Linked DNA regions of Mus musculus: regions 2, 3, 4, 5, 6 and 7 are each linked to region 1. A link is a contact called in public ChIA-PET, Hi-C, HiChIP or PLAC-seq and promoter capture Hi-C data. All regions are on one chromosome and are shown on one strand. The core of a region is the stretch at or near the end of the contact, and the rest is flanking DNA. Distances in the headings are between cores, read along the strand shown.

The links. Promoter capture Hi-C pulls out the DNA fragments that hold promoters and counts their contacts. Hi-C and Micro-C count contacts between places; a contact is called where the count stands out from the background. ChIA-PET counts read pairs in DNA pulled down with a chosen protein or histone mark. HiChIP or PLAC-seq counts read pairs in DNA pulled down with a chosen protein or histone mark.
Region 2: a contact with region 1 is called in an RNA polymerase II ChIA-PET map of memory CD8 T cells, with 15 read pairs. The contact joins the enhancer-like site here to the promoter of Runx2 in region 1. A contact is called at or near these places in 1 of 39 promoter capture datasets (cranial neural crest), 2 of 15 datasets of contacts at CTCF or cohesin (large pre-B cells and pro-B cells), 7 of 484 Hi-C or Micro-C datasets (embryonic stem cells and myeloid progenitors), 18 of 115 datasets of contacts at active chromatin or transcription factors (CD8 T cells, acute myeloid leukemia, bone marrow-derived macrophages and 10 more) and 1 of 9 other capture datasets (embryonic stem cells).
Region 3: a promoter capture Hi-C map of maxillary cranial neural crest shows a contact between it and region 1. The contact joins the enhancer-like site here to the promoter of Runx2 in region 1. A contact is called at or near these places in 3 of 39 promoter capture datasets (cranial neural crest, maxillary cranial neural crest and second pharyngeal arch cranial neural crest), 1 of 484 Hi-C or Micro-C datasets (myeloid progenitors), 4 of 115 datasets of contacts at active chromatin or transcription factors (acute myeloid leukemia, craniofacial prominence, embryonic limb bud and 1 more) and 1 of 9 other capture datasets (embryonic stem cells).
Region 4: an H3K4me3 HiChIP or PLAC-seq map of craniofacial prominence shows a contact between it and region 1, with 4 times the contacts expected there. The contact joins the enhancer-like site here to the promoter of Runx2 in region 1. A contact is called at or near these places in 5 of 39 promoter capture datasets (the HPC-7 cell line, cranial neural crest, frontonasal cranial neural crest and 2 more), 1 of 15 datasets of contacts at CTCF or cohesin (large pre-B cells), 2 of 484 Hi-C or Micro-C datasets (large pre-B cells and stem cell-derived neural stem cells), 12 of 115 datasets of contacts at active chromatin or transcription factors (SST interneurons, acute myeloid leukemia, craniofacial prominence and 9 more) and 1 of 9 other capture datasets (adipose tissue).
Region 5: an H3K4me3 HiChIP or PLAC-seq map of embryonic limb bud shows a contact between it and region 1, with 4 times the contacts expected there. The contact joins the enhancer-like site here to the promoter of Runx2 in region 1. A contact is called at or near these places in 5 of 39 promoter capture datasets (cranial neural crest, frontonasal cranial neural crest, hippocampal neurons and 2 more), 1 of 15 datasets of contacts at CTCF or cohesin (pro-B cells), 9 of 115 datasets of contacts at active chromatin or transcription factors (craniofacial prominence, embryonic forebrain, embryonic limb bud and 4 more) and 1 of 9 other capture datasets (embryonic stem cells).
Region 6: an H3K4me3 HiChIP or PLAC-seq map of craniofacial prominence shows a contact between it and region 1, with 4 times the contacts expected there. The contact joins the enhancer-like site here to the promoter of Runx2 in region 1. A contact is called at or near these places in 2 of 39 promoter capture datasets (cranial neural crest and maxillary cranial neural crest), 13 of 115 datasets of contacts at active chromatin or transcription factors (the NIH/3T3 cell line, SST interneurons, acute myeloid leukemia and 8 more) and 1 of 9 other capture datasets (embryonic stem cells).
Region 7: a Hi-C map of liver shows a contact between it and region 1, with 3 times the contacts expected there. The contact joins the enhancer-like site here to the promoter of Runx2 in region 1. A contact is called at or near these places in 4 of 39 promoter capture datasets (cranial neural crest, hippocampal neurons, liver and 1 more), 1 of 484 Hi-C or Micro-C datasets (liver), 7 of 115 datasets of contacts at active chromatin or transcription factors (bone marrow-derived macrophages, craniofacial prominence, embryonic limb bud and 3 more) and 1 of 9 other capture datasets (embryonic stem cells).

What each region holds. Positions count from the first base shown.
Region 1 is chr17:44,734,271-44,738,510 of GRCm38.p6, forward strand. Runx2 (runt related transcription factor 2) reads right to left here and starts at 2,378. Exons shown (of 7, transcript NM_001145920.2): 1 at 963-2,378. The coding sequence starts at 1,364. RefSeq lists a promoter at 2,133-4,240 and a cis regulatory region at 3,269-3,277.
Region 2 is chr17:45,215,120-45,219,359 of GRCm38.p6, forward strand. No RefSeq gene overlaps it. Among named protein-coding and RNA genes, the nearest start is that of Gm41582, 46 kb to the right of the region's middle. Within about 2 kb of position 2,177, at least 23 of the 459 cell types and tissues checked have an H3K27ac peak or open chromatin away from gene starts, as enhancers often do. A contact at or near this core is called in CD8 T cells and memory CD8 T cells, where this site is marked.
Region 3 is chr17:45,192,174-45,196,413 of GRCm38.p6, forward strand. No RefSeq gene overlaps it. Among named protein-coding and RNA genes, the nearest start is that of Gm35097, 47 kb to the left of the region's middle. Within about 2 kb of position 1,693, at least 15 of the 459 cell types and tissues checked have an H3K27ac peak or open chromatin away from gene starts, as enhancers often do.
Region 4 is chr17:44,298,194-44,302,433 of GRCm38.p6, forward strand. No RefSeq gene overlaps it. Among named protein-coding and RNA genes, the nearest start is that of Clic5, 110 kb to the left of the region's middle. Within about 2 kb of position 1,753, at least 26 of the 459 cell types and tissues checked have an H3K27ac peak or open chromatin away from gene starts, as enhancers often do. A contact at or near this core is called in craniofacial prominence and embryonic limb bud, where this site is marked.
Region 5 is chr17:45,156,556-45,160,795 of GRCm38.p6, forward strand. It overlaps Gm35097 (a long non-coding RNA gene), which reads left to right. Exons shown (of 3, transcript XR_385591.4): 2 at 2,273-2,469. Among named protein-coding and RNA genes, the nearest start is that of Gm35097, 11 kb to the left of the region's middle. Within about 2 kb of position 2,011, at least 21 of the 459 cell types and tissues checked have an H3K27ac peak or open chromatin away from gene starts, as enhancers often do. A contact at or near this core is called in craniofacial prominence, embryonic limb bud and second pharyngeal arch cranial neural crest, where this site is marked.
Region 6 is chr17:44,325,846-44,330,085 of GRCm38.p6, forward strand. No RefSeq gene overlaps it. Among named protein-coding and RNA genes, the nearest start is that of Clic5, 140 kb to the left of the region's middle. Within about 2 kb of position 1,951, at least 21 of the 459 cell types and tissues checked have an H3K27ac peak or open chromatin away from gene starts, as enhancers often do. A contact at or near this core is called in craniofacial prominence, where this site is marked.
Region 7 is chr17:45,132,095-45,136,334 of GRCm38.p6, forward strand. No RefSeq gene overlaps it. Among named protein-coding and RNA genes, the nearest start is that of Gm35097, 13 kb to the right of the region's middle. Within about 2 kb of position 2,102, at least 5 of the 459 cell types and tissues checked have an H3K27ac peak or open chromatin away from gene starts, as enhancers often do. A contact at or near this core is called in liver, where this site is marked.

The sequences.
Region 1 (4,240 bases), core at 1,128-3,627:
CCATCACCCATCGATTTCCCCAAGCAGAAGGGACATCTGGGAGTTCTGGCTCTTTCAAGGCAAATAAAGTTTTCACCTCTGTTTATTCTGACCAACCGAAGTTGCTCCACAGGATTCCCTTTTCCTCCCAGGCAAAATGAGGGGGGGGGGGGAAGCAGCCTAAGCCTTGCTCCCCTTCCCCGACGCTCATCACTCCCGCACTCGGGGGCGCAGAGCCCCGAACCCCCCGCAACTCCCTGCTCCTGCCTGGCCCTGATAGAAGCCGAAACCCCGGCGGCCCCGCCTTCCTCCAAGTAACGGGAACCAGTGCCGGCCGAGGAGGGCGCGAATGTCCCGTCTGTCCCCGCTCTCCCGCGTCCATCCCCAAGTTTACTGAGCACTCTCAACCTACGCTCCTCGATTGGCACCTCATCTCGCCCCAGGCGCAAGCGCCCTCCGGTGCTGGCACCCTGCAGGCAACCGGGCCAAGCCGGGGAGCAGCCGGGAGTGCCAAACGGCAACCAATCCGGGAAAGGGACACCTAGTTCGGGGTAGAGGCCTGCGTCTGCAAAGGGGAAAGCGGGAAGGAGCGCACAGAATCCCGGAGAGGAGAGGCCGGGATGCCCGTGTGGAGTGAGGAGACCCCGGGAGAAGGGGGCGGGAGGAAGCTTGCAGCTCACAGTGGGCGCCTCGGGGCGTCTGGGGGCCCAGGAGTCTCACAGCAGGGAAAGAGGCAAGAACCGCGCCTGGAAGACTGAAGGATGAAGAAGCAAGGGAACCTAGGCTTACATGGTAGTGGGCGCACAGGTGAGAAGGGGGATCTGCTCGCGGTGGCCGCTGCGGGGTATGTAGATCAGAGCCACCTCGGTCCCCTGAGTGGAGCCACCAAGGCTGGAGTCTTGGAGGACACCCATGGGCACCGAGACCACGGCGGGAAGGTTCCATGGGGCCGGGCCAGGATCTGGGGGTGACCAGTCTCTTACCTTGAAGGCCACGGGCAGGGTCTTGTTGCACCGCCAGTGCGAGGGCAGCACGGAGCACAGGAAGTTGGGACTGTCGGTGCGGACCAGTTCGGCCGGGTGGTCCGCGATGATCTCCACCATGGTGCGGTTGTCGTGCGGCGGCCTCAATCGGGGCACTGCGGCCGCCGCCGCTGCTGCCGCCGCCGCTGCCGCCGCTGCTGCTGCGGCCGCCTCCTGCTGCTGCTGCTGCTGCTGCTGTTGTTGCTGTTGCTGTTGTTGCTGCTGCTGTTGCTGCTGCTGCTGCTGCTGTTGCTGCTGCTGCGCAGCCACCACCGGGCTCACGTCGCTCATCTTGCCGGGCTGCAGGCTGCTGGAGGGGGGGCTGAAGCGCCGGCTGGTGCTCGGATCTACAGGAATACGCATCACAACAGCCACAAGTTAGCGAAGTGGCCGGGGGAGGGGGAGGAGGGTGGAAATGGGGGGCGAGGAGGAGGAAATCGAGGGGGTGGAGGCGAGACGGGGGCGGAAAGAGGATGGAGGTGACGGGACAGAGGAGGTGAGAAATCAAGTTCGAGGAAGCCGTGTGCCGGGCGGAGTCTGCTGGGGGCCGGCGACTGGAGACCGGACAGAGTCGGGGTAGCGGGTGGGGACACCCGAGAGGCGCGGATCTCCACCGGGAGGCTTGGGAGTCCCTGGCGGTGGCTGCAACGAGCGGGACGCGGGGGCGTGTTTGGCCCAGCCGCCGCAAGGGACTTGAAGTTAACAGCTTGCAGTAGGGGCCCCTTGGGGCACCGTGTCCTGGGTGCGCTGGCGCCCCGCTCCGGGTTCCAGTACGGTAGTGGAGCCCCGCAGGTTCAGCAGTCCATCTCGGCGGTGCGTGTGGCTCCTCGCTGTCCGCCACCGCCAAGCAGAGCGCGGCTGCCCAGCTCGCGGCGCCGTCGCTTGCCCGCGCCGCCTCCTCCGCCTCCTCCTCCGAGGCCGCTGCGCGCTCCCCGCGCCGGCAGCGCGCTCCGAGTCCTCCGGCCGCCGAGTCCTTCCTTTCCCCGGCTTCTCCTCTCGCCCTCTCCTTCGCCGCCGTCTAGCTCGCAGCCTCGTCTCTCCTGCTCTTTGCAAAGTGCCCCGGGCCCCCCTCGCGTTTCAAGGTGCCGGGAGGTAAGTGGGGGCGGGGGGAGAGCGGATCTCGGGGCGACAGATCTGGAGCCTGCGGATCGCAGCCGCTGCCGCCGCCCGCCGGCCGCTAGAAGCGCCGCTGCGCTCGCTCGGCGCCCGAAGCTGTAGGGAGGAGGTCCCCGCCTAGGACATCGCCGCCTGCGTCCTCGGCTCCCCACTTCACCCTCAGGACCGGGAACCACTTCTCGGTCTGACGACGCTAAAGCTGAGAAGCGGGAGAGCCTCAGGCTGCTCCGACTGGCGTTAATTTTTCGTTGTTAACTTCAGGAGAGGAGGAAGGGAAATTCTCAAGTCTCCACGTTGACTTCTGAGCACTCTTCACCCTGCCCCCAACCCCACCCCACATTGGTTGGGGCGGGGGGCAGGTTTTTACAGGCTTCGGGAGTGCCCCCCCTTAGGTGACACCAAAATGGGTGACAGGAGTGTTTGTCAAAATAGTTTTAGAAACTCTAACGGATGTCTGGACACTTTTCTTATATATTCCTTCTTGTCATTATTGGAGAATAAGGATGGGTTGCTTTTTTAATAAAAAGAACTAAAAAATGACAGCTTGGTAATTAAAATAAGTTGTAAGTTGATAAAATGCTTGCTGGGAAAGGGGGAATACACAGCGGTTATCCATTCATTTCCCAATCTTTTATTAAGTGTAGTCTTCGTCTCAGACTAAGTCTAGTGTCTAACTGTCTTTCTAGCCACTCCCCACTTTGGGGGGTTAAAAATAAAAAGTTTAAAAAAAAGTTCAGTAATTATTTATTTATGTTTTTGTTTCCCGGCGTTATGGGGGGAGGCGATTTTGGAATCCCCAAAAGATTGTGGTTGAGAGATGAAGGAGTGCGGGGAGCGGCAGCAGTTTTGTTTTTTTTTTGTTTGTTTTTTTTTTTTTTGTTTGTTTTTTTACCTAAAATGTGGTTTTTGGAGGCTGGGATTTCTAATGATTAGGTTTTTGTGGTTTATATAGACACGACTCAAACTGAGGCGATCATTATACTGATGGGAATCAGAAGCACGTGGGTGTCTCCGACCAGCCTCAAATTCTGAGCCTTCAAAACAAATCAAACAACGTGCGGCGGCGCCCACAGAAGCCGGGAAATCCGCCGGAGGCTGATACACCCCAAGAACCAGGCAGAAGCAATATCGGGCTGGCTCACCTCTCAGCGTGATGTTCTGTTATATGTCTTGCCTAACCTATTATTTTAAAACTTCCAACGCTTCCAAATAGAATCATTTTACCAAAATCCCCGGCGATTCGTAACAAGGTAGTTGACGCAACTGTGATTTGGTGAAATCAATGAAAAATTGGGAGTCGTCCCCTAGGAGGACTAAAGAAGAGGGCTAGCTGGGTAACATTTCTCACCATCCGTCTTATTTAAAGCTCTTCACGTAGCCATTAATTTGGGGCTTTTACTGCTGGGGTGCAAATGCCTTCCAAATTCAGCAAGGGACCTGTCATGACCCTCCCTAGCGCAGTTGCCACTCTCTGACCTTCCCTCCCCGCGCGCCCAGCAGGGCCCAGAAAAGGTACCCGGAGCGCGCAAAAGAGGTTGTTTGCGCCTCTTTGCAACTCGAGACTAGAAAATACAAAAAGTGGATCGCTGTGCTCAGATGGTCTGGGGACCCGTGCTCCTGTGCCTGAGAGGCGCTCTGGGGGTTGAGGAGTGGACAGAGTTGAGTGTGACTGCTTGCTCTCTCACAGGCTAGGGATGATACTGGGGAGCACTCCTGTGCCCTCCCCCTTTGAGTCACTGCTTCTGCCTCCCCTTTCTGCTTGCACCACTTACAACTATGCAAACCCCCCCCCCCCCCGCCGCCGCCGCCGCCGCCCACGTCCCATGTCGGTCTTTCCTTGTCTCTTGCTCTCTTTCCGGATTCTTCCACCAGTCCTCCCTCAGACTTGAGTCACCTCCCTGAGCCACTCAGTCTCCCTCTTCTTCCACTGCCCGCTCCTCTATGCCACTACCTGTGGCGCCCACATCTCCCACCCGACTTCCTCGTAGCTGGTGGCCTCTGTGTCCCTAGCGCTCACTCCCGATATACATTACAGGTGGAGCGAGTTACTGAGCTGTCTCCTAAGGGTGCTACTTTAAATATCTTTTTGATCACAGGGGAGAGCTCTAAGCCTGAATACTGCC
Region 2 (4,240 bases), core at 927-3,426, 480 kb after region 1:
TGAGATGCCCAGTGGGGGATGGAGGAGATCTGCCCTGCCCCTTGCCCCCACCCTCCCATTCCCTCACCCCACCCCCACTTCTACCAGAAAAGCTCTCTGTGACCACACTGTCACCTCCTGTGGGGCGAGGGGGGGAGGCGACAGAGGCACTGCACCACCTGCTCAACTATGGAGAGGGATTTATTGAAGTGTTCAGTAAACAGTAGGCCAGACCCTACCCATGTGGAAAGAGTCAAATTCTACCCAGCTTGCTAGTTTGTGGGTACCTGGGACTCAGTGCTACTCAAAGAAACCCTGCTATGTCTGGAAGCTCCCCTGCCTTGCAGAGAGGGCACAGAGTACTGCCTGAGCAGGACATGGGCCATGCTCCCAGCAGTCTTTGCACCTGCAGCACCATGATTTAGTGAGGGCTGTCAGGGATTATAGAGTGGCGAACCCGCTAGCATCCGCAGGGCTCTCATGAATGGGGCCTTGTGCTCGGCTCCCTCTTGCTTCGTGTTTCTTGGAGCCAGCACAAAGGGAGCTATTTTGGGACAGGGTCTAATATTTGACTGTTGCAGGATGAAAATAGTGGGCCTTGAGTTTATTAATTTTGTAACTTTCTTTTTCTGTCTCTTCTTCCTGCCTCACCTCACCCCCTGCCACTCCCACTCTGGGCACCCTGATCCAGGCGGTGCCCTTACCTGTGGCTGGCCCTGCTTCCTCAGCTGTGTGTGAGTCACCGCTCCCTCAGTACCTGTAGCTACAAATCCCGGATGAACGGTCACCGGAAGCCCCAGCCTGTGAATCCAGGGCTGTGGGCCAACTTCTGAGCCCCATGAGCCAGGCAGATTTAGCATCCGACTCACAACCGAATCCTTCTTGATCCCAGTTAATTTTCTGAGGGCAGTCTTAATGGGGGTGGGGTTGGGGCTTCTGGGTTAGTGGTATTCAGGAGTGTTGCAAACATTTTATCTAGAAAAGAAAATGGTGGCCTGGAGAGACAGTTGCTTTCCGTTGAGGGTATATTGGTCACCATGCAAAGGGAAGCCCTCTTGGTTGGGAAAAGGGTACCTAGTGGGCTAGCCTCTGGCCTGTAAACAGGATTCTCTTTGTACAGTAATCATTCCTGTCATTACCAAGCAAGGCTTCATTCCCCACAGCCCGGACAAATGCAGAGCCCTTCGCCACCCACGAAAGAAGCTACTAGTAATTTTCAGCATTTTTTAAAAAAAGATTTATTTTATATTTAAATACTTGCCTGTGCCTGTGGAAGCCAGACATGTTGGATCCCCTGGAGCTAGCGTTACAGGTGACCGTGAGCTGCCTAAAGTGGGCACTTGCAACCAAACTCAGGTCTTCTGTGCTATCTCTCTGGTCCCAGGGTTCTGCCATGTTTTAACATCCCTCTACACCCTTCACAGCAGTCTGGAGCAGAGCTGTGAATCTCACAGGATTGTTCGACACAGGCAGAAGGAGGAAAAAAAAGCCTATCGTGAATTAAACTTTCCCCAACACTAACTCCCTCCCCGCACTATAAGGGATCATGTTGTTGGCAACACACAGATTCTGAGCCCTCTGAAGGAACACTGTAAGTAGACGGAAAAATACAAGGATGGGTCCCTGGAGGTGCCCAGGTAGAAGTGTTGAGTTTTGATGTTCACCAAACAGTACTGGGCAAGGCAGCCTTCAACAAAGTAGGCCTTTGTGGCTGTGTAACACTGCTCTGAACCGAATTTACCACAGACCACAGGGACAGGCAACTCAGAGGCATGGGGAAGAAGCAACACAGGAGCCCTGCTCTTTGGTGCCCTTCCATAGGTGGTGGCTACTAAGATGGGCGTCCGGACTGACCCTAGAAAGCCCCAGGGAGACACTTCCTGGAGCTGGCTTAGGAGCTTTGTCGCTGGGGGGCTGGTGTGTTGGGGGTGGTGTTGAGTGTGAGGAGAGCACACTTGTGGCTTAGCTTCCTGGTGATTGCTACAGAGGGAACTGAGTTGACTATAGTGTCCCATAAGTCAGCCATCCCAGAAATCTGAGGGTAAATATAGCTGCAGACTCACCAACCCTGGCTGTCCAACCACCCAGTGGATGGGAATAAGGGCTGGAAATGCTGAGTTTCGTGGTCTCCTCTTCCTTCCGGTGGTGGGAGGTTCTCAGAATAAGAAGATCTGGGCTTTGGATTTCCCCCAAGGGTTTCTCAGTACTTCCTGGCCCTGCCGACTCAGCCTCCTCGGGGTTTGAGCACCTCTCAAGGAGACCATGGAGTCTGAGAGGGGGTCAAGAGCAGCCAGTGGCATGGGGCTCAGTGACCACTGAGAGCAGGCACTGGTTAGCCACATCCCATGCACACAACATCCTGTCATCAATGGCACAAGGCCTCAGCCTGGATCTGCCTGGGCCGCTTTCTACTCATCCTATGCTTTTCTCTTTCCTGACTGAGGCTTTCACCCCACATTTTTCCTTTCCTGCCCTGGTAGGGAGCTGCCAAGTCCATGCATGGTCCAGGTCCCCCTCCTGGGGTGTCAGCCCATGCACCCTCCATCTGACCAGAACCATGAGTCACTGCACCAGACTTCCCAGGTTTGTCTGGTATGGTTTTTGCACAAATGTTCTGGGAAATGTGAGAACATGGGCCTTCTCCATTGATGGCAGAAAGCTGCGCTACCTTAGACTGGGATAAAGACACATTTGCGCCAAATGCAAATCTAAGTTCTAGAACTTGCCCAAGGGAGGAAACTGCCCAGCCCAGTGTTCATACAATAGACTCACTGAGGCTAACAAAGTGGGGAGGGTCATGGTGATGTGTGTCTATAAGCCCAACACTAGGGAGGTAGAGATTCAAGAGTTCAAGGCCAGCCTGAACTGTTTGAGATTGTCTTTAAAAAAAAGATTAGAATGATAAAGGAGCTGGGTGTGTTGGCACACTCTTGTAATGCCAACTTCAGAGTGAAGCCGATCTCATGTCAGCAACCAAGGACAGACTCACATTTGAATCGAAGATGTGGGCAGCTCTACGTAGCCTTGCTCACAGGAGAATACAACTGGAATGCACTCCTATTGAGGAGACAGAGCCTGCAGAAGCAGAAAGCAGCCCTCATCCTTCAATAGACTGCTCAGGAAAGAGCTGAGATCAACCCAGTTCCTTCCAAGTAAGAAGGAAGGAGGGAGAGAGAGACAGCCCACTTCCCTAGATCATGGGCGTCCTCTGCCAGACTCTTGCTAACAAGTTTTGGGGAAGAAAATAAAACAGCAGCAACAACAAACAACAACAACAAACCAGTGTTAGGAAAAAAATAAATCCCACTTGGAACCTTGAGCTTCATTCATTCAGGCCCAATTAGAAACCGCACCTCTGCAGCCAAGTCAAACCGTCACATCCCATGGCAATCTTGTCTTAGTCACCGTCTGTCCCTCCAGAGAAGCCAATAAAACAATGACAGGAATTCAGCGATAATCTCTCCCTATAGCTTTTATTTCCCGAGTTTTCCAGAATTCTCCCTTGTGAGATATCCAAGTCTGTGCTCTCCTTATCCCTGAGCCCGACCAAGGCAGCCCAAAAGGCTTTCCATATATGTCAGTCTCCCCCTGCCTGATTCTATTATGCAGATCAAAGCTCCAGAACTGAATCCTGGGGTTTTGTGTCAGCGTCAGCAAGATCAAAAGGTCCTTGGAAGTGAGCAACCCCAAGGAGCTGCGGGCCAACCATGCTCCATATAGGCCTCTGGCATTTCCCCACCACCACAACTAGATAACTGGCCCAGTGTACAGGAAGGGGCTTAGAGCCCATGCCATCCAAATCAGAGCCTTGTTTACTTTCCCGGCTTCAACTGTCTCTACCAAGTCCTGACAGGACACAGGTGCAGCACATGTGTACATATACACACACATATATGCACAAATATCAGTGCTCATATACATACACACATGTGCAGACACAGCAACACGCATCGATACATTTGAACACAAATGCGTACATGTACTAGGTGAAGAAGAAAGATGTGAAAGTTTGGGTCAGACTGAGTCTGGCAGAAGACGCCCGTGATCTGGGAAGTGGGCTGTCTCCCTCTCTCCCTCCTTCCTTCTTACTTGGAAGGGACTGGGTTGGTCTCAGCTCTTTCCTGAGCAGTCTCTGGAAGGATGAAGGCTGCTTTCTGCTTCTGCAGGCCCTGTCTCCTTCTCCTCGATAGGAGTGCATTCCGGTTGTATTCTCCTGTGAGCAAGGCCATGTAGAGCTGCCCACACCTTCGCTTCAAATGTG
Region 3 (4,240 bases), core at 443-2,942, 460 kb after region 1:
CATATACATCATATACATCAACATATACATCATATACATCAACATATACATATACATCAACATATACATCAACATATACATCAACATCAACATCAACATCAACATCAACATCAACATCAACATCAACATATACATATACATATACATATACATATACATATACATATACATATACATATACAGTCGATTCAAATATATACAAAGCCCTGAGCAGCTGTTGGGAAAGTCCACTGATCCAATTTCCTGTTATCCAAGAATTTAATCTCCCTTTTGTTTTTCTGGTGGGCATTTTGGTGATGCACATTTGTGATGTGCTTAAGGCAAGCCTGGGTGACCTGCAGGTGGACAGGGACCTGGATGCTGGGGAAGTCACATGGTGGTACAGAGAGGACACTGAGAAGGAGCTGAGGGAGAAGACCAACAGCGGGAAGTGTGGGGTTGATTCTATTGACAATAAGAGGCCACTAAACACTCCGAAGCAGAAAATGGCATTATTTGAATTGCATCTTGAGCCTCAAGGAAGCTGTGTGGAGGGGTGAGTGGTGGCAAGGCAGGAAAGATAGTGATGTGAAAAGCTGGAGAACCATATGACAGAGGCTTCCACACTGAAGATACTGGGCTGCCTATGGCCCCTAGCTACCCAGGACTTGCGGTGGAGACGTGGGAAACTTGCATCCTGAGGAAATGCACTGCTCCTGAGATGAGAAGATACTGATCACTACAGATCTCCTTTGAGATGCGTTCAATATGCATTCATGCCTTAGATTTGTTTCAATAGAAGCCTCTGGTTGGGTCTGCGATAAAATATCTAAAAAGACACCATGTAGTACTAACCTTAAGACATACTGAGTCAGGGGTCTCCAATCTTGGGACATCCAGACACAATTTGTCATTTACAAATGTGTTGGGCCGCGTGACATTTGTAGCTATCCTGCAAAGCTTATGGCTTACAGGTTGGACAAGCATAAGGGTGAGCCCCAAACACTCACTTTAACATCTGCTGAGGCAGAGGAATCCCTGAGGGAATGAAGGCCTGCGTGAATGTTGAGAGTGACCCTTTGGGGATTCTCGAGGGCACAAGAGAGCAGACACTCCTCTGGACAGCTCTTCACAGCCATCTGCTGATGTGCCTGAGGTATGGGGCTACAGGTTCAGAGGGAGAGCAAGAACTAGCCCAGAGCCCACTGCTGGAACCTATCATTATCGCCAATTCCTCAGTTTCCATGGTTTGAGCCTAGCAACGTCCCATATGCCTTTGGAATACACACCGCTCTCGTCTGCATGGAAGTCCTGCATATTTTAGAGAAATCTGTAACGGATTTGGGAGATCTGCCTGCCCCGAAGGAACTTTGTCACAAAGTTCTGTATTTTCACATTCTTGTTGAAACCACTGATGTGTCTGCCTCCCGGGCTCAGCACGCTCCCGCCCCACCAATCAGGGCCTCTGCACACACATCAAGCTGTTATGGAGTGGATGCCAAAGGCAGCAACTGGTTATCTCCAAAATAATTTCCATCTTCCATGGGGCCATGTGCTGCAGGGGAATGGTTAGGAGAAGATACACTGTCAGTTAGAACGGCTTGTTTTCTTTCAGAAGCTGGGCTTTAGAAACCCGATATCAGCAGCACGCTCACGGTAACTGTGTCCCCCAGAGGCGGTCCAGCTCCTCTGAGTTGGCCCAGAGGCTCCCAGATGAACTGCTTCCATCATTCAAATGAAAACCCCAAATGCCTTCAGCCCCCACCCTTCCCCTCTGGGTTGAAATTCTGTGTATTTCAGGGAAATTTTACCCATCTGTTTCAGATTCGTTTAGTTCACCTCATCATGATATTTGTTTTGTAAAAGAGAGATTCAACAAGAACAAAATTGTTTTGAAGGTCCTTAAAGAGAAAGGCTCCCGTCTCCTCGTTGTACATGCAGGCTGGAGAAAGGACCCAGGCAGCTAAAATAATCAAATGCTAGTCAAATGAGAAGCTAAGGTGGTAGGGATGGAAATTGAAATGGGGGGGTGGGGGGGGGGCTGGGGATGTAGTCCTGCTAGGTAAAATGCCTGTCTAACATTCCTGACACCCTGGGTTTGATCTCCAGCACTGCATACATTAGTGTGGTCACTCACTGTCTGTAAACCCATTGCTCAGGCTCTCAATTGGAAGTTCAGGGCCATCCTCAGCTAAGTAGTGAGTTTGAGGCTAGCCTGGGATACACACAAGACTGCATAAAAGGAGAAGGAGTCTGGAAGAGGAGGAGGGTTTTTAGAATCTGTACCTCCCCCAATTAGAACAGGTACCTCCCTCCCCCGATTCTGCCAAGTCCCCACTGTGGAACAAGACACTGTAGGCTCCCTTCAGTTAGGGAAAGGAGACAGAAGACACTTTCCAGGTGGCCATCTGGAGCTACGTGGGATGGAGAACAGGCTGAGGGTAGTCCTGGCAGATGGGTCAATTATACCAGCTGAGGGCAATCCACGGAAACACTCAATCCATACTCCAAAAGACTATCTGAAATAGTGGCTTCAGAGTGGATGTCCTGCCTCGGGTCAGGAAGGTCCTGGGGCTCCATATCGGGTCCAGCCGCCCACAGGCATAGCACAGGAAAGGCCAAAGGCTTTCTCAAGTTGGGAGTGCATATGCCCAGCCAGGACCTCACCGCCCTGAAAGCAAGCCTCAGGGGCATAGCCGTGGGCACTGCTGACAAAGGTTAATTTGGGAGGAAGGCACTTATACCTTGGTGGTCCCAGGGAGAGGCCGGTCAAGCCAGCCACCCGGAACCCAGCCATGTGTGAAAGCAAGAGGGTGCTGGCTTTCACTGCTCATTTCCACGGTGGTCAGGGGGTCCTCTCGTGTCAACGGGCCTCACTGTTTGCTGCATCTGGCTGTGGCCAAAACCCAGGGATGAGGGTCCAGCCCCTGCCACCGTCAGCGCCTCTGGCAGAGGCGTGTGGAGGAAACACCAGCACTGGGGCCTGGCAGGCGCCATCTGAGAATGATTAGAGGCTGTCTTGTATCCGGGGCCTCTGTAAACCATCCATCAGGAAGGCAGGGAGGAAAACACAACTCTCTTTCCCTTTTTATTTATTTATCCTCTGCTTTGTTTATAGTGACAGCGGTCACAGGTTCCCTGAAAGGAAATCACTAGAAATTACAGGGTGTTTGGTTAGGCTCTTTAAAAATTAATTTCCTCTCTCTCACTCTCTCTCTCTCTCTCTCTCTCTCTCTCTCCCCCCCCCCCCCCCCGCGAAACTGATTGGCTCTCATTCTTGTCCACCAACTCACCCTTTCTGAGGGGGGAAGACATCTCTTTTGATTTGTCCTTAATGTGGAAAATGTTGGCAGCTCTGCAGTGTGACTGGAAAGGGTCTGAGAAGCTCAGACCTGGTAAAGCTTTCTGGGGCCTTCCAGAACCCAGGAGACCATCTCTAAGAAATATAGCCATAGTTGACGGGCTTGCCCACAGCCTAGGGAACCCTCAGATCCAAGCCCTTTTCCTTGGAACTAGACTTACAGATATTCTGAGGTGCTGTTGAGCTTGGAATCGAACCACAGTCCTCTGGAAGAGAAGCCAGCACTCTTGAGCCACGGAGCCATCTCTCTCTGTTACTGTTTCTTTGCTCTGGGACTCAAGTCCCTGGAGACTTTAGCAGGTGCCCTGGAACTCAGATCAGTGCACGTTACGGTATGCCACTCCATAGTTGAGTTCCCAAGTCCTCTGCGATGACAAAATGTGCATCTCCCCTCAGTCTATTTATGTGTGTCTATGTGTGCTTGAGTAAATCTATGCACAGCACGTGAGTGCAGTTGCCCGTGCTGGCCAGAAGAGAGAGCTGGATCCCCTGGAACTGGAGATATAGGAGGTTGTGAGCCACAATATAGGTGCAGGGGAACTGAATTCCAGACCTGCAAGAGCAGTCAGTGCTAGTAACCGCTAAGCCTTCTCACCAGCCCTGGTTTCTATTTTAAACATGCTGTTCTTACTCTCTACTCTGAGATGCCATTGCAGACTGGCACCCTTCCCCGCCCATCTCTTCCCCTCCCTCAGAGATAAGAGGTGAAGAATCCCAGGTTTTCCTGGTAAAGATTTCACTTCTATCGTTTAAAAACTTTAAAAAATGTTGGGGGTGGGGAGGCATGAATTTTGAAGGAGAGTGGGGAGGGATACATGGGAGAGTTTGGAAGGGGGAAAAGGAATAGAGAAACATGGCAATTAGTTTTTAAAGCTAGTCTTAACTTACAAGCAATATACT
Region 4 (4,240 bases), core at 503-3,002, 440 kb before region 1:
TTGATAGAAATGATTCTCTGGGTCAGAAAATAGCTCTTTCCAGAGAGATTTTTACAATTAAGTACAAATGAACCCAAAACCCATGGATCAAATTTCCCTGAAATTATATACAGTTATACAAATTAAGGGGGAAAAGGAAAGAGTTTTTTTCTGGTAATGTACATCTAAACAAACAACACACACATAAGCATGTGCATACTCATGTGGCTGTACATGTGTATTTGTATGTATGCATGTATATTGAAGTGTTCACATGTGTATATGTACACACATGTGGACATGTACATGTATATATGTGTGTATAAGTATGTGTAAGTGCACAAATGTATACTCACATATGCACGTGTATTTTGTACACAAGAATATATGTATATGTGAGTGGACATATGCACATATGTATGTGCACATATATACAAGAGTATGTATATGTGTTTGTACATTTGTATGCATATGTATGTATGCATACAGTGTGTGGATGTGCTCATATGTACACATGTGTATTGAAATGTGCATGTACAAGTATATGTGTATGCTCATATGTGTGGATGTGAATGTGTATATGCACATGAAAACCATGCAAACATGTGTTTGTATACAATTATGAATGTACATGTGTATATAACTGCATATGTGTACATGTGTAACTTTGTTTACACATATATGCATGAGTATGTATATATCTGCACATTTGTAATGTGTATATGTATACTATGTATGTATGTTTGTGTACATGTATATGCATGTTCATATGTATTCATGTGATTTATATATGCACATATGTGTGCACACATGTGCATGTACATGCAAATATATGTGCACACAAGTTCACCTGTGTATTTATATTTGTACATGTGGGCATATTTAAGCGAATATGTCTACATATGAGTGTATGTGTACTCACATATGTTTGTGTGTACACAAGTGTTTGTGTGTGCATTTGTATGCCTGCACACATACATTTATATATGTGTGTACATGTGCACATGTATATGTGTGAATTTGTATATGTATATGCACATGTAAATATGTGTGTGTGTGTGTGTGTGTGTGGGCTCACACAAATAAATATACATGAATGCATATGTGACCACGTGTATATATCCAAATGTTTGCACACACAGATACACATACATTTGTACACACAGAGATACATACATATGTATATGTCTGCACACAATAGACAGACACATAAATATGTGCACGCTCACAAATACATACACATGCACATGTGTGTATGAACATAAATGTGAATATTTGTGCATGTATGTTCACATACACATGTGCGTGTGTGCATATACACTTAAGCGTACACATGTACAATCCTGCACATATACTTGTGGACACATCTACAAATATACATGGCCACATGTGCTCACATTCATACACACATATGCATATACACATGCATGCACACCTGTGTGCACACACATACATATGTGCATTTGTGTGCATATAATATACATGTGCATTTGTGTACATCCATCCATATACACGCCACATGCCACAGACATGAGTCTAACGGAGCTGCTGATCTTCTATGTGGAATCCAGCTGAGCTCATCTCTGCCTGGTGAGCAGGTAGGTGCCTTCCTTTCTAGTCACCTGAGGGTGAGGGCTCGCTGTGGTGGGAAGGCTCTCTTCAGCCAAAATGCTCTGTGATTTTGCAAAGGGATCAGGGCAGCCAGAGGGAAAGCCCACGTCTGTCGGTTAAGCTTTTCCACTAGTTGCCTTTACCTTTATGAATGCTGTTAGGATTGGGGCTTTAGCATACATAGCTTTAAATCAGTAATATCCTTCACGGTTCTTTGATTTGTTGGCTCCATATGTAACCTCTTGGCCCACTAAATTGGCTCCGACTCAAATCCTGTTGCTTTTCGACTTTCAGCTTTTATTTTAGTTGAAAAAGAAGGTGCATGGCACCAAAAAAGGAGCAAGGGGAAGCAAAGGAAAAGAAAGGTAAGGGAGAGATGCAAATGGAAGACTTTACTGCTGAGCTTCTGAAATGTGGAACTCATTGTCTGCACTGGCTTTGGGGCAGGAAAAAAAAAAGGAAAAAAAGAAAAGAAACCAGGAGTCTGGATTTCTCCTTGCACCCATCCCTGCCCCCCACAACCATTTTCCTTTTGTAAAATTGAAGCTGAAGCTAGCAGCTCACATCTCGCTCTTGAATGTCACCGGCTCTGCCGCTATTATTCTGATTTTTCTGGGCAACGCCCATTGGGTCTCTGCTGCAGCTCAATTAAGCCAGCCCTGCTCCTCTTGGATCTGGCCTGACAGCTGCATTGAATTTGGGCTCATGGGGTGATTTATTGGGTCTGCTGAGGTTCAGCCCCATGATTTAGTAGGGAAAAAAAAGAGAAAAACGTGGAATGCACCAAAAAGTAATATATGCATTATTATTAATAATAATAATAAAGATAAATGTCAGCCCCAAGTGACTCTGGTGGCCCCTGCCACTCCATTTAACATTTTAGCAGTGGCATGTGGCCCATGCATGGCACTTGATTCTGTCTGGTGCCTTCAAAAAGGCTAAGAAAAGGTTATTTGTCAAATGCTGGGTTGGAGTTGGGGGAGGTATTTTCCAAGCTCTAGGTCAGACCAGCCCAGCTGCATTCCTGTCCCTGTCATTGAAGGGGCTGAACTTTGTCACATTATTAAGCTGTCAGCAAGGCCAGGGCGTTGTTTAGATTTCTGGTGGGAACTCCTCACACATGCTCTGGGGCTCCATAGGGATTTTATCAACACCATTGTAAAACATGCACAAATGAGCTGTGCTGGAGTTGCCCTGGGAAGACCAGGCTCCCTCTGCCTCATCAGGAAAGAATGGAAATACCAGAGCTAGACTCTTGTACCACCCACGAGCGAGCGGGCATCCTCCCAGCTGTCCCTGCAGGCATCACCACACAGCAGGTCCCTTGCTCTGTCTGGCACTTATCCCTGGGTGTTAATGGCGACATAGACACCTTTGGCCTTGACCATGTTACATTGCCCTTACAGTAGCTCTTCCCCAACTCCTCGGGGCCAAATGGTCTCATCTTGTTAGACATGGAGGCTGAGAAATCTGAATTTGTCAAGAACGGTGGCATGCCGGATTTCCACAACGAAGGTCTCTGCTCAAAGGGAATCGAAAGGAACAGCCGTGCCACATAGCTTTCGGCAGGGACTCCAGGGAAGGGCTACAGCATATCAGGCTTTCCACTGGCCTTCAAACACTCGACTCATACTCAGGCCAAACTGCGTCAACCTAGAACAAGTACTGGAAGTGAGGTGTAGGGAGAGGAACAAGGTTAAAGACGAGTAGTGACGGCGACACCTGCAATGCACTGTATATTGCATTTCTCGTTGCTGTGACGAAATATTTGACAATATGTGACTCACAGATAGGAACATCGCTATTGGCTCACATTCGGAAAGTGCAATGCACCATAGGAGGAAGGTGCAGTTGGTCAATGTTGGCTTAAGGACAATTCTGCTAGGCTCCGCCCAATAGCTACTTAGCCACAGCTTTCGTCATCACTGCCTACCTGCCCTGGAAGCCAGGTGCAACAGCAAGGTTGTACAAGAGGACAACTTGTTACCCCACCTCTTCTCTTCTCTTCTCTTCTCTTCTCTTCTCTTCTCTTCTCTTCTCTTCTCTTCTCTTCTCTTCTCTTCTCTTCTCTTCTCTTCTCTCCTCTCCTCTCCTCTCCTCTCCTCTCCTCTCCTCTCCTCTCCTCTCCTCTCCTCTCCTCTCCTCTCCTCTCCTCTCCTCTCCTCTCCTCTCCTCCCTTCCCCTCCCCTCCCCTTCCCTCCCCTCCTCTCTTATCTTCTCCTCTCTTCCTTCTCTTTTTTCTCTCTGTCTGTTTCTCTGTCTCTCTCTGTGTGTTCCCATGTGCTCCTGTCTTCCTTTCTTCCTCTCTTTCTTTCTTTGTCTCTATCCCTTTTCTGGGTATCCACTCCCCTCCCTTTCCTAACAAACTTTCTTCATTATTAGGCCTGTCACTTGGTATGATTCCTCAGGGGAGCACCTTGGCAGAGACCGCCAGGTACTCCCACCGGAGCAGTATTATACTGCATTATACCACGGCATCATGCCGTGTTACATAACAGAAAGCAGGGAGAGCTTAATGCTGGTGCTCCACTTGCTTTCCCTAACTGTGGAATGGTACCACCCAAAGTCAGGGTGGGTTTTCCCTCTTCAGTAAAACCTTTCTCAAAACACCCTCACTCATCTCCACAAAGATGTGTCTCCTTGATGATTC
Region 5 (4,240 bases), core at 761-3,260, 420 kb after region 1:
ACCACCTTGCCTCGGATGAGGGCAATTATATATGGTGAGTGACTACACCCTGGAACAGATCATCTTGCAGGAACCACATTGGTTCCCTTGGAAGGACAATGTCAGTAATGAGTAAAGTAATAATTTATGGGGCTATGGCCCCATAATTTATAGTATATATAATTTACAGTACTATGGCTGAGGCCATAAAAGATGAGACCACAGCTTGACAAGAACCAATTAATACCTCTTGTCCTGGTCCCATTATTCCTCTACTTAAAACTCACATCAGCACCCAAAGATGACTTAGAGATTATTGGATTCCCTTTCTTTATTCTTCCTCCAAATGAGTTGATTATTATATGTGTTAACAGTGTGTTTCATTGTTAGTGTGGCGTTGGGACAGATGGTTAAGCCTAGTTTGTTAGACCTGCTAGCACTGAAGCTTTGGTTACATCTATTTGAAGGCACTTGTCAGGCAAGATATCAAAAACACAATCTGTATAATTGTTGAGTGTTTTGTAATAATTTATCCCTAAGCACTTAACAGTTTTGGAGGTTCAGTCTTAGCTGAGAGGTTGGCCCAAGGCCCACTGCAGAGTCATTAGGAAGTCAACTTGGGCTAATGTCATAAGAAGGCTTGACCAGGGGAGAGGATGGCTCGCTCCCCTCAGGCTGAGATGAACATCGTCAGACATGGTGATGTCCTTGGAGCATGTGATAAAGGGGACCTAACGTTATATTCTATCGAGGATTATTCTGGTTGCTATGTAAATAACAGGCTGCAGGAGAGACCAAGGAGACTGAAACTTGTAGGCACCAGATGATGGGAGGCTTAGACCAGAGAGAGAGCAGCAAAAGTCCAGAGAAATGCTGGGATTGTGACTATGCAATCGATATTTTGAAGACAACACCTGGTAAGATACGCTGATGAAGACAGTATTTATTTTCTCTCAGAAAAACCAAGAAAAGAAATCTAATCTGTATTTTATGAAACCAAAGATGCATGTATGGTCTATGGTGTGTATGGTGCATGGTACACGGATGTGTCTGTGTCCGTGTGCACGCGTGTAGAGACCAAAACTTGATGTCCTGTATCTTCCTCAGCCTTTCCCCTACCCCCTTATTTTTCGACCCAGGATTTTTCCACTGAGGTTAGGAATCTGGCAAGACCAGCTTGCCAACAGATTTTAGAATTTCTGGTACATGGCCCCATGCCTGGCTCTCTTCCCCGAGTGTTGGAACTACACACTCAGGTATCCACACTTGCAAGGCCTGCACTTGATTGCCTGAACCATATCACAGTCCCTTGATCCAAGTACTGTATTAACATGTTTTGTGGCATGTTGGGGAATTGAACCCAGGGAACTAGACCATGGAAGATAAGTGCTATACCACTGAGTTACAGTGCAGCCAGAAAACTTGGTTTTGACCTGAACAAATTGGAGAGAAAAATCACCATTGACCAAGATGGCCACCATCTGCAATGACTTAGGAACATATTATCAGTATTTTACGAGGGGGGAAAGTGAGATTTTTTTTTTTTTTTTTTTTTTTGGAATGCTTAAATAATTTGCTGGAGGTCTCCAGGATAGTAAGTGATGTGGCCTGACGGGTTTCTGACTACTGTGCTCTGTTTTCTGTTGAGCCAAGAATAGTACTAGATGGGATGCCTTGTCAACACCCTTTCCTCGAAGCTACTGGCAGATAGCTGGGTCGCTTCCAGATGGTTGGCTCAGTGGTAGGGGCAGGGCCTCTGAGGGTATACTCATCCCTACTCTACCAGATGGGCCCCCGGGTGCTCACTGCCTAGGCCACTGACACCCCCCTCCCCCGTAGGCCTCCAGCGAGGGTCTAGAGTCACGTGACACCGAGCAGTCCACGGAGAAGGTGGAAGTCAGGGAAACCTGTGCCCCACATGCCACCAGACTGGCCTGCTCTCCAGCTGGCAACTGTTAGCACCGCCACATGGGCCAGCAAACCGGCTACCGGCTTTGTTGTCTGCGATGCCAACAGCAGGAGTCTGAAGCATGAAGTCCGGGCCCCTGGGACAGCCATTGCTGTAGCTACCCACATCTGGACTGCCTAGGGCGACAGAGTTCAGCACTCCCCGGGTCTGGATTCCTTTAGAAGCCGGCTTGCTTCTAAAAGTTTTCTGCTTTTTCTCTGACTCCATCCCCACCCCCACCCCTTAAGCTACATTCCAGGTCCTGAGGAGAAAAATTTGAGTGACGCCCCAGGAGGGAGAGATTCTCTTCGGAAGCTGATATCTCTGTACTCCCTCTCTTTACAGTGCAGAGGGATGACACCATTTCCTTCTTTTTTCTTCTATTTTCTTCTCCTCTGCTGGAGGAAAGGATCTCGTGAGTGTCCCTACACCCCTGAAGCAGTGATTTGTTTTGCCTCACATTAGAGGAAAGCAATGTAAAGGTGAACCCAAGGAATACTGCAGCCATATTTACAGAGACTTTGGCTCACCGGAACCTGATGGTGAGGAGTGTTGGGGTTTCCTGTTAATCTCAGAAGGGCTCTTGGGTGTCAGTACTGGTTTCACTACTAATACAAAACTCGAAAGAGATTCAAAGGGAGATTCTAACCAACAACAAACAGGGCTGAGGCCCACATACTTAGAGACACTGAGACACAAAATTTCTGCAGGGCAAAGTCAAGCCTTACACAGAGTGGGGGGAGGCGGGCCAGCCAGGATGTTTTGACAAAACAAAGCTAGCATCCGTGATGATCTGATGAGACTCAGGTCCCATGATGGTCGGGAGAAGGAAGGAATTGCTACCAGCTTGAAACTCTTTGCCAGTGCGTGAGTACGTGCGTGCGTGCGTGCGTGCGTGCGTGCGTGCGTGCATGTTTGAATTGGGGTGTGCATTGCTATTCTGCACATGTGGAAGACGGGTGTCCTCCCCTCCCACCTTGTCTGAGACAGAGTGTCTCGCTTTTGCTGCAGTGCACACCAGGCTAGCGGGCCTTCGCGCTTCCTGGGAGTCTCTTGTCTCCGCCTCCTGTCTGCATAGGAGCCCTGAAGCTGCAGATGCAGTCTACCACACTCAGCTTTGCATGGGCTCTGGAGATTCAAACCCAGGTCCCCAAACTCACACGACAAGCCCCTTACCCACTGAGGCATCTCCTCAGCTCCCATCAGCTTTATATTTGAGAAGGCGTCTCACAATGGTGTGGAATCTCTAATTCTCGGCTAGCCATGCTGCCCAGTAGGTTCAGGCATCTGCCAGGCTTTGTCTTCCTAATGATGGGATTACTAGCTCATGCTACCATGTTTTATGGGCTCTTGGAGTTGAACTCAGGTTCTTGCACTTACAAGACAAGTGCTTTACTCATTAGATCATCTGCCCGGCCTCTCAAGCAAGAATTTCACAAACAGTAGTTTAATATAATGTATGTGTCCATGTGCCTGGGGCATTGTCTTAAATATATACTGCTCCTTTGGAAACACAAAGAGGAAATTAGTTGACAAGTCATCAAAAGTATGTTATAAGAGAATATATTGTAATGTAGGGTCATGGGTGTCTTAGGTTGGCAAATGAGAAAACAAGATATAATAAAGAGAGGTATTTCAGAAAATAAAAACTGCATTTAAAATCAACAACAGTATGACAAAAACAAACAAACAAACAAACAAACAAAAACAAGGTAAAACTCAATATTTAGATAACCCAGGTAAGTCACTGATGCCTCAGGCCTTCCCACCTGTGAAATGGGTGTGAAAGGCTTTTCTTCACAATTGACCAGCAAACACTTTTGCCTCCTGGCCCATCTCCTCAGCCTCTCCATCTTTTAACGTGAGCATTTGGGAGGTGGAGGGGTAACTTGTCAGCCGACGCATGCTTCTTTCCTTTAACTTTTAACCTTAGGGCACTTTTGCATTTGCTGTTTCAAATGTTTGTTTAGATTGAGTTTGTTGACCCCTTGAGTGTTTTTATTGTGCTTATTTTCATTAAGATATTGCTGGGGGGCGGGAAATGCAAACAACCATAGAGAAAAAAATAACCCAAACAAGTTTGCAGAATATGTATGTATAGAAATGTCCCCTAAACATAAAGAAATGGCTGGCCTCCTTCATGATCCAAAGAATGCATGGCAAAACCCCCATGAAGATGCGGTTTGCTTCTCAGCTGTCAACCGTCCAGCGAGCCAAACTCCAAATGTTTAATGACACATTCAAGTGTCATTATGGCGCCAATATCAGGCCAATTATCAAGTGACCAACTCTTACTCCAGCCCCACCCTCCTC
Region 6 (4,240 bases), core at 701-3,200, 410 kb before region 1:
ACACAAGACTTTCTTCTTCTATAAACTACCTACTCTCACTATGTTCTTTGATTTAATGGCAAATGTCTTCAAAGTTACTGAATGTACTGTGGGATTGTGTTTGCTTTATGTTTCTGGATTTGGAAAGCAGACAACTGCTCCTGGTAAAAATTGAGGTAATGTCAGAAGATACCTTGAGGGACACTTGGCTCCTGGGAATGACAGAGCTCACCTTTGATCCTGGACAGCATCAAGTACCTAACAAATATTGTTGTTGATTTTAATGATTATTTTATTTGCATGTGGGAGGGTTTGCCAGTGAGTGCTGGAAGAGGGTGTTGGGTCCTTTGGAACTGGAGTTCCATCCAGGTGACTCTATGTTGCTGGATGTCAGTGTTAGAAACTGAACTCTGGTTCTCTGGAAAAGCAAGAAACAATCTTAGCCACTAAGCTGTCTCTCTCATCCCTAAAATAGTTAAACACAGACACAGACACAGACAGACACACAGACACACACACACACACACACACACACACACACACACACACACGCACAATCTTGTTTGTTCTTACAAGACTCTGAGCACCAGCCAAAGTGAAGTTTGATTTTCTATAGGCAGATTAGAGATGTAAAATATAATGAACTACCAGGATAGCTATATTCTTTGAGAAGCTTCACCTTTTTACTAAAATATAATATGGCAACAATGATTGCTATCCATGAAGGCCTGCTAAGATCCATGATCTCTGAACACATTAAATACACAGTATTATAAAGACCGTGGTATATGGAGGCTCTTGGTTCTGCTCCCTGCTTCCTAGTTTATGAGTCGCACAGCTCCAGGAATGAAATGCAACCTGTATAGTGTAGTTTCTTTGTTGGTGAGATAGTGATGTTGGTAACAACAGACTGATGAAGAGGGAAGGAGGGCTGATGGAGATAAATCATGGAAAACACTATGCCAAGGCATCTGGAGTATTTGTCCTTAATAGAATCACCTAAGAAGGACGGAAAGAAGGGAAAGAGAAGGATGAAGGGAGAGATGAAGAACTGGAGAGATGGGGGGAGAAGGAGAGAGAGAACCACAGCTTTTGAATCTACCCTGTGATGCCACAGCCTACGGTATTCAGTGAAGGGAAAAGGGAAGTAAGGTGCCTTAGTTAGGGTTCCCGTTGCCTTGAAGAGACACCATGACCAAAAGCAACTCTTATAAAGGACAACATTTAATTAGGGCTGGCTTACAGGTTCAGAGGTTCAGTCCATTTAGGCAGGCATGGTGCTGGAGGAGCTGAGAGTTCTACATCTTTATCCGAAGGCAGCCAGGAGAAGACTGACTCCCAGGCAGCTAGGAGGAGGGTCTCAAAGCCCACCACCACATTTATTCCAACAAGGCCACATTTCCAAACATATTCAAATCACCATAGAAGGGAGGGAGCGACGGAGGGAGGGAGGGAGGGACAGAAGGAGAGAGGGAGGGAGGGAGGGGGAGAGAGGAGAAAAAGAGGGAGAGAAGAAGGGAGCCATAGATTTTGAATCCATTATACTATTTGCCAGGTTCTGTGTGGCTGATTCATGCAATATTCTTATGGGAGCTAAACCAGCCTGGCTCCTTGGTGACTCAGGGTGCCACCACTCCTGTGCCTACCTTACTGTGTGATCATTGTCAGTATGCAGCTTTCTTTCTCTCTAGCCCAGAAGTAAAGACCACAGAGGCATGGCTAATCCTCATCTTTTTTTTTTTTTTTTTTTTACCTCCAATCTATTGTTCAACTCTTGGCCCGTAGTAGCACTTACCAAACATTTGTAAAATGAGTCAGTGAGAGAATAAAGCATCTTGCCTTGGGCCAGACCTGCTTTCTTCTAAATGATAAATGATTGACAGGAAGGCCACTGGCAGTTCCTAAGACAAATCAGGATGAAGCCACTACAGAGAACCTCCTCTTGGGGCTGAAGGCTAGGGGCTCACTTGGCTGGTCCGGCTGCCAGATGGAAACCACATGAGCAGCAATTTACATTGTGTTCTTCTTACACGGAGAGAATCAAGACAGCCTGGCTCCTGCCATCTTATGAGCAATTCTGCCCCAATACACTGGCTACTGTTCTTTCTAGTGAGTAGCAACACTCCCACCCCACCCCCACATATCAATAAACAGCTACAGAGTCAAATTAGTACTGTTTACTGTCAAATTACGATGGAAAGTGATCCTTTATGTTCTTTGTTTATGGCGTCTGTACAGCCTGCCCCAAGCCCGGGACTCTCAAAATGTGAGCGGACAGCTTCTGACGGTGGATGCCGCACTAGATCAAACCGAACACAGATTTTGTTTGTCTTCCACAATAAACTATCTTTTCAGGTTCACGGGCTCAGAATCATGGCTATCATGTTTCACCAGCTGTTTTTTATTCCTCTGTTAATTTTACAGTTGGGGCTTTGAGAAGGAGGGCTCTGTCTTTGTTCTGCGTCTATGGTGCTGGTTCCGTGCCAGGGGAGCAGAGTATTGCAAGAGGTTTGGGAAGGCAAGGTAGAGGAGCAGGGAGTGTTTGTGATTTGATCGCATGGAGAGCAGTGTTCTGAAAACTTACCATGATAAACAGTGTTTATTGTTAGAACCTGAACATTAGCTAAATAATAATGTTTTCAAAGCCCACTCGTATGCTGAGGACTAATTTCCCTCCCAAGCACTTCACCGTTTGCATATTTTATAAACAAACTCTTGAGTATATTCCTCTAAGTTGCTTTCTTAAAGTGTTCTACAAGGTAGAAGTTGGTCACGTGTCATCAGGAACCATTTGCACCTGTACTGACATGAGTCCTCTTGTCATTCCATGAGGGATCTGGATATAGAACTTGCTTGTAAATTAGTACATTATTCAACTGTCGACATCTTCCCTATCTCATTCATCTGCCTGTTGTTGGAAGGAGTCTTCCAAATGATCTCAATATGGTCCAGACCTTCTCCTGGTGAATGTGCTGTGTGAGCCCAGTTACCTTCTCAACAAAAGGAGTGAACCTGTGTGGATGCCACTCCTTGGGAGCAGCAGAGTTCTTGGTTTTGTATGTTTTTTTTTTTTTATGTCTACACGTGTATGTCTATAGGTGTGCGCAATGTGCACAAGAGTGTCAATGTCTCTGGAGACCAGAACAGGACATCAAAATAAGACCCCCTGGAGCTGGAGTCACTGGAGTTACAGGTAGTTGGGAGTCACACTGGGGTTACAGGTAGTGGGGAGCCACCCGACATGGGCTCTGGGACCTGGACCAGCTCCTCTACAAGAACTGCAGCATTGTTATCAGCTGAGAAATCTCTTCAGCCTTGATAGGTGTTTCTTTTTGTTTTGTTTTGTTTTGTTTTGTTTTTCATAATTACACACCAGTCTTAGGGCAGTTTAGACAAGATCCCACTCAGAAGCCGCATCACATTCACAACTCTACAATTTTTTGTTTTGTTTTTAATTGGTTATTTTAGTTATTTCCATTACAAATGTTATTTCCCCTTCCCAGTTTCCCCTCCGCAAACTCCCTATCCCCTCCCTCTCCCCCCCCCCCCGGTTCTGAGGGTGCTCCCCCACCCACCCACCTCAATGCCCTGGCATTCCTCTATGCTGGGGCATGGATTCTTCACAGGACCTAGGGCTTCCCCTTCCATTGATGCCAGATAAGGCCATCCTCTGCTACATATGCAGCTGGAGCCATGGGTCCCTCCATGTGTATCGTAGCCTTGGGTTGGAGGTTTAGTCCCTGGGAGATCTGAGGGGTCTGGATGGTTGATGTTATTGTTCTTCCTAAGGAGTGGAAAACTCCTTCAGCTCCTTCAGCCCTTCCCATAACTCTTCCATTGGGGTCCTCGTGCTCAATCCAATGGTTGGCTGCAAACATCTGTATCTATATTAGTCAGGCTCTGGCAGAGACTCTAGCAGACAATTATATCAGGCTCCTGTCAGCAAACACTTCTTGGCATCAGGAATAGTGTCTGGGTTTGGTGGTTGCATATGGGATGGATCCCCAGGTGGGGCAGTCTCCAGATGGCCTTTCCTTCAGTCTCTGTTCCACTCTTTGTCCCTGTATTTCCTTTAGACAAAAGCAATTGGAAGTTCCTCAGAAAATTGGACATAGTACTACCTGAGGACTCAGCTATACCACTCCTGGGCATATACTCAAATGATGCTCCAGCATATAACAAAAACACATGTTCCACTATGTTCATAGTAGCCTTATTTATAATAGCCAGAAGCTGGAAACAACCCAAGTGTCCCTCAACA
Region 7 (4,240 bases), core at 852-3,351, 400 kb after region 1:
AAATGTAAATTGTTCCACACCTAAGTAAATAGGCTGAATTTAAGTGAAGAAGAAATACTTATAAACTCTACCACCAGCAACCATTGATTGGTCCAATGGTTATCTCTAGTACTGATCAGCCCATAAGCCAACCCATATTGCCTTTGATACTGGGCCTTCTTGCCTGGAGGGTGAGCCTGCCTATTTACACTTTAGCATCTTGTACAGTGAGTATTTTTTTCCCTGATTAAGAAACCACCCCAGGCCTGGGGAGATGGCTCAGCAATTAAGGACACCTGCTGAGTTCAGTTCCCAGCACCCATGTTCAATCATTGCTTACAGCATCCTATAGCTCCAGGTTCCGGGGGGGGGGGGGGGGGTCTAACATCCTCTTCTGAACTCCTTGATACGCTGGATAGTTCTGTTAGCTTGGCACACAAACCAGAGTTATCTGAAGGGAGGAACCTCAATTGAGAAAATGCCTCCTTAAGATCCAGCTGTAAGGCATTTTCTTAATTAGTGATTGATGGGGGAGGACCTAGGCCATTGTGGGTGGTTCCATCCCTTGGTTGGTAGTCCTCCGTCCTATAAGAAAGCAAGCTGAGCAAAGGCCTCTGTATCAGCTACTGCCTCCAGGTCCCTGTTTGTTTGAGTTCCCGTCCTGGCTTCCTTTGGTGATAAATAGCAATGTGGAAGTGTAAGCCGAATAAACCCTTTCCTCCCCAACTTCATGGTGTTTTGTCACAGCAATAGAAACCCAAACTAAGTAAGATGCTTGAGTACCTGCATGTACATGCAAGTGTGTGCGCACACACACACACACACACACACACACACACAGGCGCGCACTCAAATAAAAATAAAACAAATCTTTCAAGGAAACTACCCCCAGAATTTCCTGAGTTAACACATGATTCACTACGTCTCATAATTCTGGAGTCAGGATTCCTACAGGCCTTGACTAGCTAACTCTGCTCCACTTGCCTTCACTGGGCAATGATGCACCCAGCACACATCCTAGGTCGGCCAAATAGGTCCAAAAGACTGTCGTCGTTTAAGTGGTGCCTTGGTGGCCCCCTCTATGTGGCCTTTTTCCTTGCTTATGTCAAGCTTGGCTTTCTCTCGGTATAGTGAACTCAAAGTGATTTGACTTCAAATCCAACTGCCTCCCAAGAAGAGGAAGCAGAAACATCCATGCCTCTTTGGACTTGTCTCAGGTGCCCCACAACCTCTCTTCTGCTATATTTTGCAGAGAGCTGGTCATACACCAATCCAGATTAAGGAAAACAGAAATAAAGAAGCTGTGGATGAGATGGACAGCAGAGTTTGTAGTCATCTTCGATTCACAAGGTGAGCTGTAGAAATCTCTGCTTCCTGTCCAAATTAGCTTTAGCTATCAACTTGACACAGCCTAGAATCAGCTGCAAAGAGTCTCCAGTGAGGGGTTGTGCTGATCAGATTAGTCTGTGGACCAGTCTGGCGGGGATTGTCTTGACTGTTAATTAATACCAGAGGGCCCAGCCCACTGTGGGCAACACCATTCCCTGTACAGGTGGTCCTGCACTACATACAAAAGCTAGTTAAGGATAAGCAGCCAGCCCTTGGCCAGCAAGCAGGCTTCTTCCACGGTTCATGCTGCTTTTCTTTGGCTGTGAATTCATTCCTTGGCCAGAGGCAATGCTGGGTGGAATAGCAAGCAGGCCTCCCTTCAAGTTCCTGCTTTGGGCTCCTGCCTTGATTTCTCTTACCTTGAACTATGACCTGTAAACAGAAATAAACCCTTTACTCCTCTAAGTTGCTTTTGGTCCTGGTGTTGGTCACGGTGACAAATGAACTAGAAACGTTCCTCTGGGTTTGAAACGTTAATTCCCAGGCTTGGAAGTGCTCTATCCTAAGTAACTCTGTTCAGATCTTCTGACTCCGCATGTTAATAAGTAATGCTTGGAAACCAGCCCCTCTGCGCCTGTACCAGTTCTTGATGTTGTCAGCCTTTTGATCACTTCTACTTCAGTGCAGGAGCCTGCCCATTGCATTCATTTGTATTTTTGAGTACCACCGAAGTAGACCATGTCTCATGTGTTCATTGGCCCAGAGTCCATGTCCCTTTCTGAATTGCTTAATCACGGCCTTTGCCCATTCTCCTCTTGGATTGTTTCTCATTTGAATGTTGGTGTTCTTATGAAATCTGGGTCATTAAAGTTTAATTGACCTCAGACAACCCTGACAGGTTTTTTTTACATATTATGAATTATTCCTGTTTTTAAAAATATTATGAATTATGCTGGTCCGGAAAAAATTATCATTTTTCCACTCACATATTCTTTTTTAAAAAACATTTATCTATTTATTATATGCAAGTACACTTTAGTTGTCTTCAGACACTCCAGAAGAGGGCATCAGATCTCATTACGGATGGTTGTGAGCCACCATGTGGTTGCTGGGATTTGAACTCAAGACCTTCAGAAGAGCAGTCAGTGCTCTTAACTGCTGAGCCATCTCTCCAGCCCCCCACTCACATATTCTTGATTCCTCTAAATCATGTCACCTTTTTCAGTTTGTGTCTTAGTCAGGGTTTCTATTCCTGCACAAACATCATGACCAAGAAGCAAGTTGGGGAGGAAAGGGTTTATTCGGCTTACATTTCCATACTGCTGTTGGTCACCAAAGGATGCAGGACTGGAACTCAAGCAGGTCAGAAAGCAGGAGCTGATGCAGAGGCCATGGAGGGATGTTCTTTACTGGCTTGCCTCCCCTGGCTTGCTCAGCCTGCTTTTTTATAGAACCCAAGACTACCAGCCCAGAGATGGTCCCACCCACAAGGGGCCTTTCCCCTTTGGTCACTAATTGAGAAAATGCCTTACAGTTGGATCTCATGGAGGCATTTCCTCAACTGAAGCTCCTTTCTCTGTGGTAACCCCAGCTGTGTCAAGTTGACACAAAACTAGCCAGTACAATTGACCCCTTGTCAACTTGACACACAAACACATCACTAGTAAGCCTCAACCCTTAAAATCTTATTCATCCCCAATATCTAAATAACTTTAAAAGTCCCACAGTCTTTACATATTCTTAAAATTTCAAACTCTTTAAAATGTCCATCTCTTTTAAAATCCAAAGTCTTTTTACAATTAAAAGTCTCTTAACTGTGGGCTCCACTAAAACAGTTTCTTCCTTCAAGAGGGAAAATATCAGGGCACAGTCACAATCAAAAGCAAAAGTCAATCTCTAACCGTCCAATGTCTGGGATCCAACTCACGATCTTCTGGGCTCCTCCAAGGGCTTGGGTCACTTCTCCAGCCAGGCCCTTTGTAGCACAGACGTCATCCTCTAGGCTCCAGATGCCTGTACTCCACTGCTGCTGCTGCTCTTGGTGGTCATCTCATGGTACTGGCATCTCCAAAACACTGCATGACCCCTTCAGTCCTGGGCCTTCAATTTCAACTGAGGCTGCACCTTCACCAATGGCCTTCCATAGCCTCTCACAGTGCCAAGCCTCAGCTGCTTTGTGTGACCCCTTCATGCCTTCAAAACCAGTACCACCTGGGTGACCCTTACATATTACCAAGTCCTGCTGCAGCAAGAGTACAACCTTGGCCATCTCTGGAACACAGCCTCTTTGTGCTTTCAGAAAACACTTCCCAGAAGATGTCACCTCAATGATGCTGGTCTCTTCTTAATCACCGCTAATTTCTTAGCTCCAGCTAACCAGCATCAGTAGTCCCAGTAATGCAAAGTTTTTGCTTTGGTAGTTCTGGTATCTTGTTAATCACAGCTGATTCTTCAGCCCCAGCTAACCAGAACTACAGAATCTTCACAATCAAAACAGCAATGGCCCTGAAAAGAGTCTTTAATTTTCCCTCTGAAATTTTACAAACCAGAGCTCCATCTTCTGCAGTGTTCTCAACATTATCTTCCAAGCTCCTACACGACATCCGACAGAGCTCTTAACAACGGATGGATCTTCAAGCCCAAAGTTCCAAAGTCCTTCCACAGTCCTCCCCAAAACATGGTCAAATTGTCACAGGAATACCCCACTCTGCTGGTACCAGTTTGTCTTAGTCAGGGTTTCTATTCCTGCACAAACATCATGACCAAGAAGCAAGTTGGGGAGGAAAGGGTTTATTCGGCTTACATTTCCATACTGCTGTTGGTCACCAAAGGATGCAGGACTGGAACTCAAGCAGGTCAGAAAGCAGGAGCTGATGCAGAGGCCATGGAGGGATGTTCTTTACTGGCTTGCCTCATCTGGCTTGCTCGGCTT